Regions from separate parts of the Mus musculus genome. Here region 1 is linked to region 2. Evidence: chromatin contacts called from public Hi-C data. All regions are on one chromosome and are shown on one strand. The core of a region is the stretch at or near the end of the contact, and the rest is flanking DNA. Distances in the headings are between cores, read along the strand shown. Region 1 has its middle 70 kb from the start of Mir205hg. Region 2 has its middle 30 kb from the start of Camk1g.

Evidence for each region. A called contact is a pair of places that touch in the nucleus more often than the background predicts.
Region 1: a contact with region 2 is called in a Hi-C map of bone marrow-derived macrophages, with 3 times the contacts expected there. The contact joins two enhancer-like sites. A contact is called at or near these places in 1 of 15 datasets of contacts at CTCF or cohesin (the NIH/3T3 cell line), 34 of 484 Hi-C or Micro-C datasets (the AML12 cell line, CD4 T cells, DN3 thymocytes and 22 more) and 1 of 115 datasets of contacts at active chromatin or transcription factors (the NIH/3T3 cell line).

The regions. Positions count from the first base shown.
Region 1 is chr1:193,578,631-193,581,903 of GRCm38.p6, forward strand. No RefSeq gene overlaps it. Among named protein-coding and RNA genes, the nearest start is that of Mir205hg, 70 kb to the left of the region's middle. Within about 2 kb of position 1,946, at least 15 of the 459 cell types and tissues checked have an H3K27ac peak or open chromatin away from gene starts, as enhancers often do. A contact at or near this core is called in bone marrow-derived macrophages, where this site is marked.
Region 2 is chr1:193,398,412-193,401,949 of GRCm38.p6, forward strand. No RefSeq gene overlaps it. Among named protein-coding and RNA genes, the nearest start is that of Camk1g, 30 kb to the left of the region's middle. Within about 2 kb of position 2,175, at least 43 of the 459 cell types and tissues checked have an H3K27ac peak or open chromatin away from gene starts, as enhancers often do. A contact at or near this core is called in bone marrow-derived macrophages, where this site is marked.

The DNA of each region.
Region 1 (3,273 bases), core at 696-3,195, 180 kb after region 2:
AACAACACCCTGCCTTCTTCTCATTTGAGGGAGGGGTGGGGCTAGTATATTTGTGTTCTACCTGGCAAGCACTTTGCTCTGACATTAGGGAATCTCTCTAATAGGTGCCAGTATAAGATGGTGGTCTAGTCAGTCTGCTGCTTTAGGAGGCAGGCTCCACAGCACGGTAAGAAGACTCTATAGAGTACTCCGTGGGGCCTATGCTGAGTGCTGTGCTTTGGATCTGGAATGTTCCTATCTGGGAGCTATTAAAAGGTAGTAGAATCTTTAGAAGTGGGGTACTATGTTATTTGGGGGCATGCCTCCCTTTTCTCTGGTTTGCTTCCAGGTTTTTTAGCTTTGGCAAATGACCCAGTTGTGATGTGACTTTCCTGGTAGAGGTCCAAAAGCAATGAGCTTGCACAAATCATTGACTGCAACCTCTAGGGTAAATCTGTCTCTCTTTCTATCTCTCTCTCTTCTCTCTGTTTTTCTGTCTCTGTCTTTATCTCTCTCTCTCAATCTTTCTCTTCTCTCTGTCCATTGTCTCTTTCTCCTCTCTGTCTGTCTGTCTGTCTCTGTCCCTTTCTCTCTCTTTTTTGTCTCTCTCTCTCTGTCTCTCTTTGTCTGTCTCTCTCTGTGTCTCTGTCTCTGCCCCCCCTCCTCCCTGCTGACTGCCTCAGGCACATGTTATAGTCACAGAGAGCAAACAAACTGGTTTATGGAGTCTTCCCTAAAGAGACCCTGAGTGAATGAGCTTGTTAAAGATTGGTGCTAGGGCTGAGGATGTGGCTCAGCTTTGTAAATATGAGGCTCTGGGTTTGAGACACCAAACCCGTATGAAGAAGACAAGCATGGTGATAACTGCTTATTCTTCCAGTATTGTGGGTATAGAATCAGCTAGATCCCAGGGGTTTGTGGCTACATAGTCTATTTGCATGCTCTCTCTCTCTCTCTCTCTCTCTCTCTCTCTCTCTCTCACACACACACACACACACACACACACACACCCATGCACGCAGGCAAAAATGGATGCAATCTCTCACTTGATGAAAGGACACAGCTTTGCAACATTGATAAAAAGATTAGTCTTTAAGTAACTAATCTGTTACAGAAATTAGCAACAGGAGCTTAACGTTCTTGAGTTTGCCTTTGAGGGGACCCCTGGAATCTCAAGGCTAGCACAGTCTGACACAAAAGAACAGTTTCCGCTTCTAGTTCTCAATCTCAGCCCTCTTCAGTATTGTGATTCACTCCTCATCCTGACTGGGGCCTTCCCAGCAGGAGGCTGGCTGTGACCTGCTCTCTAGCCATCAAACTACCGGAAGTGGAGCTGTGGCACTGAAATCTTTCTCTGGGAACAAGGATGGACAGGTCTCTTTTTCAGGTTGAGGCCTTTCTGAAACCCATAAAGCTAATGGTCTCTAGAAGCAGCTAGACTTCACTCCCAAGCTTTGAATAATCTACTTGTGGTGATACAACCATGCTACTGTAAGTCATTCTATCCTCCGTCTCTGGATTATGTTATATACAATAATAATCTTCCCGTGTTTGGGGTACTTTAGCATTTACCAAGCATTATAGATAGAGCTTTCATTTTTACTCTTTCCCCAAATATTTCAGAATGGTGGCTGCTGTATCCAGTTTCCTAAGCAAGTGGGAGATCAGAGAAGCTGCAGCACACCTCAAAACACACTCAATGGAGCAGGGCCCAGGTTACACACCCTTTCTCCAGCAAGTTCTCAGAGTTGAAGAATTTCTCCCAGTTCCTCCTAGACAGGCAGCTCTCAGAACCGTAAGATGTCTGTGAAATCCCACCTTATGAGCCTGGGGCCCTTGCCCTCCTCTATTCCACGGAAAGCAATGTAATGTCTATAGATCTAGACCCGTCTCTCCTCACAGTCCCAGGCAGACACCTCCCACTTTAGCTTTCAGTTCCACCACTGGGTGAGCCCTCTCTAACATAATCTTCTCCCTACAAGGGGATGATGTCATACCCCACACTGGACTGCTGAAATGTCTCTCTGTGACACACATAGAGAATGAGCAGCAGGCCACACACTGGAAGTGACTTTATTACTTCCTCTTTGCTGTGCCGTTGGCTATTTGTTGTTTTGGAGCATCCCTGGGAGAGGGCATAGGCTCACACATGGACCTACCTTGTAGCTGGCACTTTTCTTAGGAAAGACACTCTCTTTCTGAGATCCCCAACAAGTCATAGAAAGAATCTTAGAATTACTCAGTGGCCACCAGAATGTGTGTGTGTGTGTGTGTGTATGGGGGGAGGGGTACTGTGAGGCTTATCAGAGGGTTGGGGAGGGATACTTTGGAGTGCATCAGAGGGTTGTGGAGGGGTCCTTCAGGGGTCAGAAGGTGGTAGGGATAGATACTGGAGGGTCTGTCATTGGGGAGTGGAGGGATACTACGGAGCATCAGAAGGCAGTGAATGCAAACTCAGGGTAGCTGGAGGGTAGTGGAAGGATCCTTGTGGGAAAGGAATCAGAGGCCAAGAGAGGAAGACTCAGTGGCCCACCAGTTGTGGGTTGTTGTGTCTCTAATGATGTAAAATTCTTTTATGGTCCATGCTATGCCCCTCATAGGCCTAAAAAGCAGCCACAAGGTGCCTCCCGTAGCACTGATTAGTCTAGAAGTGCCGATGCCTTTCATATGGGCAGCTTGTGCTGTTTCCGGCCACTCGGCTGCATCTGCTAGCTGATAGGAATTCTCTTCAAAGGACACTTTTGCCTTTTATCACACTTTCTCTCCAGTTACCACTAAAGAAGGCTTGCACATCCTCTCATGGCAAGAGAATGGTCTGTGGATCAAATGTGCTTGTTCTGGAACAACAAAGCAGATAGCCTGGGCTTGGAGGAGGTACTGTAGCTCTCAGAAATCTTCATCAGTTGTCACTCTGTGGGGCCTGTGCATGAGGATATGAATGTTGGTTAGGGGGAGCAGGGCAGAGGAGGCCTCCGTGCTCAGGGTACATTGGCTCTAGGCTGGGCAGGTCTTTAAATTCTGCTCAGCAACATACTAGCTCTGTGACCTGAGAGACAATTATTAACTCTCTGAGGTGTGTGTGTGTGTTTTGTGTGTGTGTGCATGTGAGTATGTGTTTTTTTCTGTGGTGTTTGTGTGTGTGTGTGTGTGTTTGTGTATGTGTGGTATGTATGTGTGTGTATGTGTGTGTATACATATGTGTATTTGTGTGTGTGGTGAGAATGTGTATATGTGTGTATTTGTGTATGTTTGTGTGTATTTGTATATGTGTGTGTCTATGTGTGGTGTGTGCAT
Region 2 (3,538 bases), core at 925-3,424:
TGCCATGATTCCTGCCGTGATGATAATGGATTAAACTTTTGAACCTGTAAGCCAGCTCCTTAATGTTTTCCTTTATGAGAGTTGCTGTGGTCCTGGTGTCTCCTCAAAGCAACAAAACCCTAACAAGACAGAAGGTGACAAATTGGAACCTCTGAGAGAGGTCACATCTCCATAGTTGACTTCCAGGGGTTGATGAGCTAGGAGGAGCAAAATGGCTATATCTTTGAGGCAGTGTATCTATTAACCAGTGTCACAAAATCCAGGGGCATTACATACTGTGCTTGATAACTTTATAGGCATTCAGGGAAGTTGCATAGGATCTGACACTCAGTTCTGAGGCCCTGGAGAACTCCTCTGAGGGTATGAAAGGCTCCTTCCTTCCTTCCTGGGGAGGAAAGGAAGGAAGCTAAATCAGAGGTTGTTTAAGCATGGCTGGGCATATCAGATGGGTTTGGGGATGGGGTAGTGTTGAGCTTTAACTCACAGGCTAGACTTTCAGGCTCCATAAGTGATGTCATACCCCCAGGTCATGCACTGGCTGAGTCATAACACCCAGGGGATTTGCTAAGTATGATTTAGTAGAGATTCTAGCTTAGCAGGTCTAAAGTCATCTTCAATTAGCTCCCAGGGTATTTTAAAGTCTAGTATGGGGGTTGCTGTCTGGGAAAAGAGTTAAGGGAAGGCAGAAGACTAGGTAGCACACTAGGACTTAGTATCATGTCGTTCTTTAGACCTCACTGAAGGCACATGAGGCCCAGTACAAAGTGTTATTGACTTTTTCCAGGCTCACAGTTGTTCCCAGTGGTCAAAGCTCCCCTTTCCTCTGTCACCACTGTGGCATGCTATGTGGCTCCAGGTCACGGTCACACTTCTGCTAATAGCTCTCAGACTTCTGCATGCAAAATCTGCACAGAAAGGCTGTCACTGCTCACTGCTCACTGCTCACTGCTCACTAAGCACTAAGCACTAAGCACTAAGATGCTGGGTCCTAGGGTCAGGGTCTGGGCTAGTGTAAGCTCAGGTTATCTGTATTGCACAGCTTCTCAGACAATGATGTCTCCAGCATATGGATCTCACTGTGAGGATAGAGCCCACATGTTTCCAGAAACCAGGAAGAAAAGGAGGGAGGGCCAGAGAGAATATCTGCATCTAGCATGGGTCAGAACTTTCTAAAATTAGAGACAGATGCCAAATCCCAGATCTAGGAAGCTCAGTGAATACCAAGTGGGGTATCCCCAAAAGTGTACATGTAGGCACACCAGATTCAGAATGCTAAGGGCCAAAGACGAGAAAATGTTCTTCAAAGATGCCAGAAAGGGAAGTATCATTCTTAGCAAAGAATTGAAGTAAAAATTATATCAGGGTCATTATGGAAACCATGCAAGCGGAGTACAGGAGGGTCAAGCATGTAGAGTGTTGAGAAGACAACCACCAGCTAAGACTCTGACCTAAGAGCGATCCTACAGAAGAGGAGACAGACTATCTCAGGTAGACACAAGATAAGGGAGACTATTGCCCTTGACAGAATGTTAGGAGTTCTTTAGAGAGAAGAAAATGGCAGGTCTGGGACTCAGATCTTCATACAGAAAGGATGAATACAAGGCAGGAATCACTGAAGGCAATAAGGTTTTTTTATTCATAATTGATCTGATATAGGGATGGAGGTATAGCTCCACACTAGAGTTCTTATACTTTCAGTATGTATTAAGCCCTAGGTTAGGTAGGGGGATGGAGCTAGGTTGGTAGAATGCTTGCCTAACATCTGCAAAGCCCTTGATCCCCAGCCAGAATAAGCTGGGCATGGTGGCATAGTAATCCTAGTGGTCAGGAAGTGGAGGCAGGGGGAATCAGCTTTGATTGACTACATAGAAAGGTTGAGGCTAGCCTAGGATACATGAGACCTTGTCTCCAAGTTAACTAAGTATGGAGCTGCATAAATGAATAACAATGACAATCTGGCAACAATATATTTTATGATAAATCACATGACCACACTGTATGAATATGTGAAACAGATGACAGAGAATCTCAGAGTAGACTAAAATCTGTTGAAACATTCCTTGTTGATGGCTCATGAGTGACACAGGAGAGTCATGTGACTTACCAGGTCCCTCCCCTTCCTCTTTTGTGAAACAGTTGTCTCCAGGGCATACAGGGAACTCTAGGGACTCAGCTTCCATGATTCTATCAGCTTTCTGCCTAGGCAGCTGTCTGAGTCACACATGTTCCCACAAGTAACTCTTACCACAGTGGAATTGTTTCTTTGGTCTGTGGTTAGTTATATATATATATATATATAAAGACAGATGAGCTAGGAGTATTAGATAGGCGAGGAAGAGCATTTCGATATAATTATTTTCAGGAAAAAGTATCAGTCATTGATACCTTCAGGAATTCATTGGTGTTTCTCTTGACAGGAGTTAAGTTTTTTGTGTGAGGAAGGGACTTAGTCAGTGTTAGCAGGATTTTTCAGTGGGAAAGGACTCCTTTGATGGCTGTGTTCTGGTGGGTCTCAGGTTTGCTTGGCTGCAGACTCACTACATACAGGAGATGATAATGGCTGCTGGGCTTCTGCGTCCAGCCACGCCTCTTCTACCAGCTAATTCTTGCACATTTTGGCTTTTTGTTTGAGTCCTTGGGAGACTTCTAAGGAGAGCTAGAGGAGACATAACTCACCACAGGGCATAGACTGGATCGACATAGACGAGACAGACACCAAGGAGTGGTGGGCAGCTGGAGGGCACACACTCGGCGGGGCCTTGAGGAGTGTGGATGCTTCTCTGCATGGCTGCTGTGCTTTTATCTCTCCTGAGCATCAGCAACTAAACAGAAAGTACAATTGTTGTGTCGCCCATGATATTAAACGCATGATTGATGGTTTGGACTGAACGGCTCAGGTGTTGGCATTTCTGAGTTTCAATAAGTGGAGGCTTATGAGTTTATGTCAGACGTGCTCAGAAACACCTGGAAGAATATGGTTTCACGAGGTGTGAAAAGATGCTTTCTGCTGCTTCTGTGCTTGAATATGCATGTGCTGTGGCCCATGCTGGGGGTGGCGGAGATGTGGGTCCTGAAGTGCCAGGTTAGAGATGGGTGGGAACAGGTTTTTCTGCTAGAGGCTGTTAATATGGACACTGATGACAGACAATGTGGAAAACTACATAGTGTTTGCAATGTTTTGCAAATGTATTTGGATAAGAAGATTTGGGAGCACACTCATGTAAGGTCTCTCTCTCTCTCTCTCTCTCTCTCTCTCACACACACACACACACACACACACACACACACACACACACATACACACACACACACACACATACACGCGTGCGTGTGCGCGTGAGAAATGGCATTGGGTGTCTCCAGTCTGCTCAGGGTTCTCTCAATTATTCCATTGCTCCCGTGGCTGTATGGTCAGACCTGGGGACAGTTTGTCGTCCATAACTGGCAGATGTGCTCATGTGTTCCCCCAGAGGCCAGGCTTGGAACTGAATTGTGTTCATTTAACCTTGGATACCCATCTGTCACCCTTGGCACATAG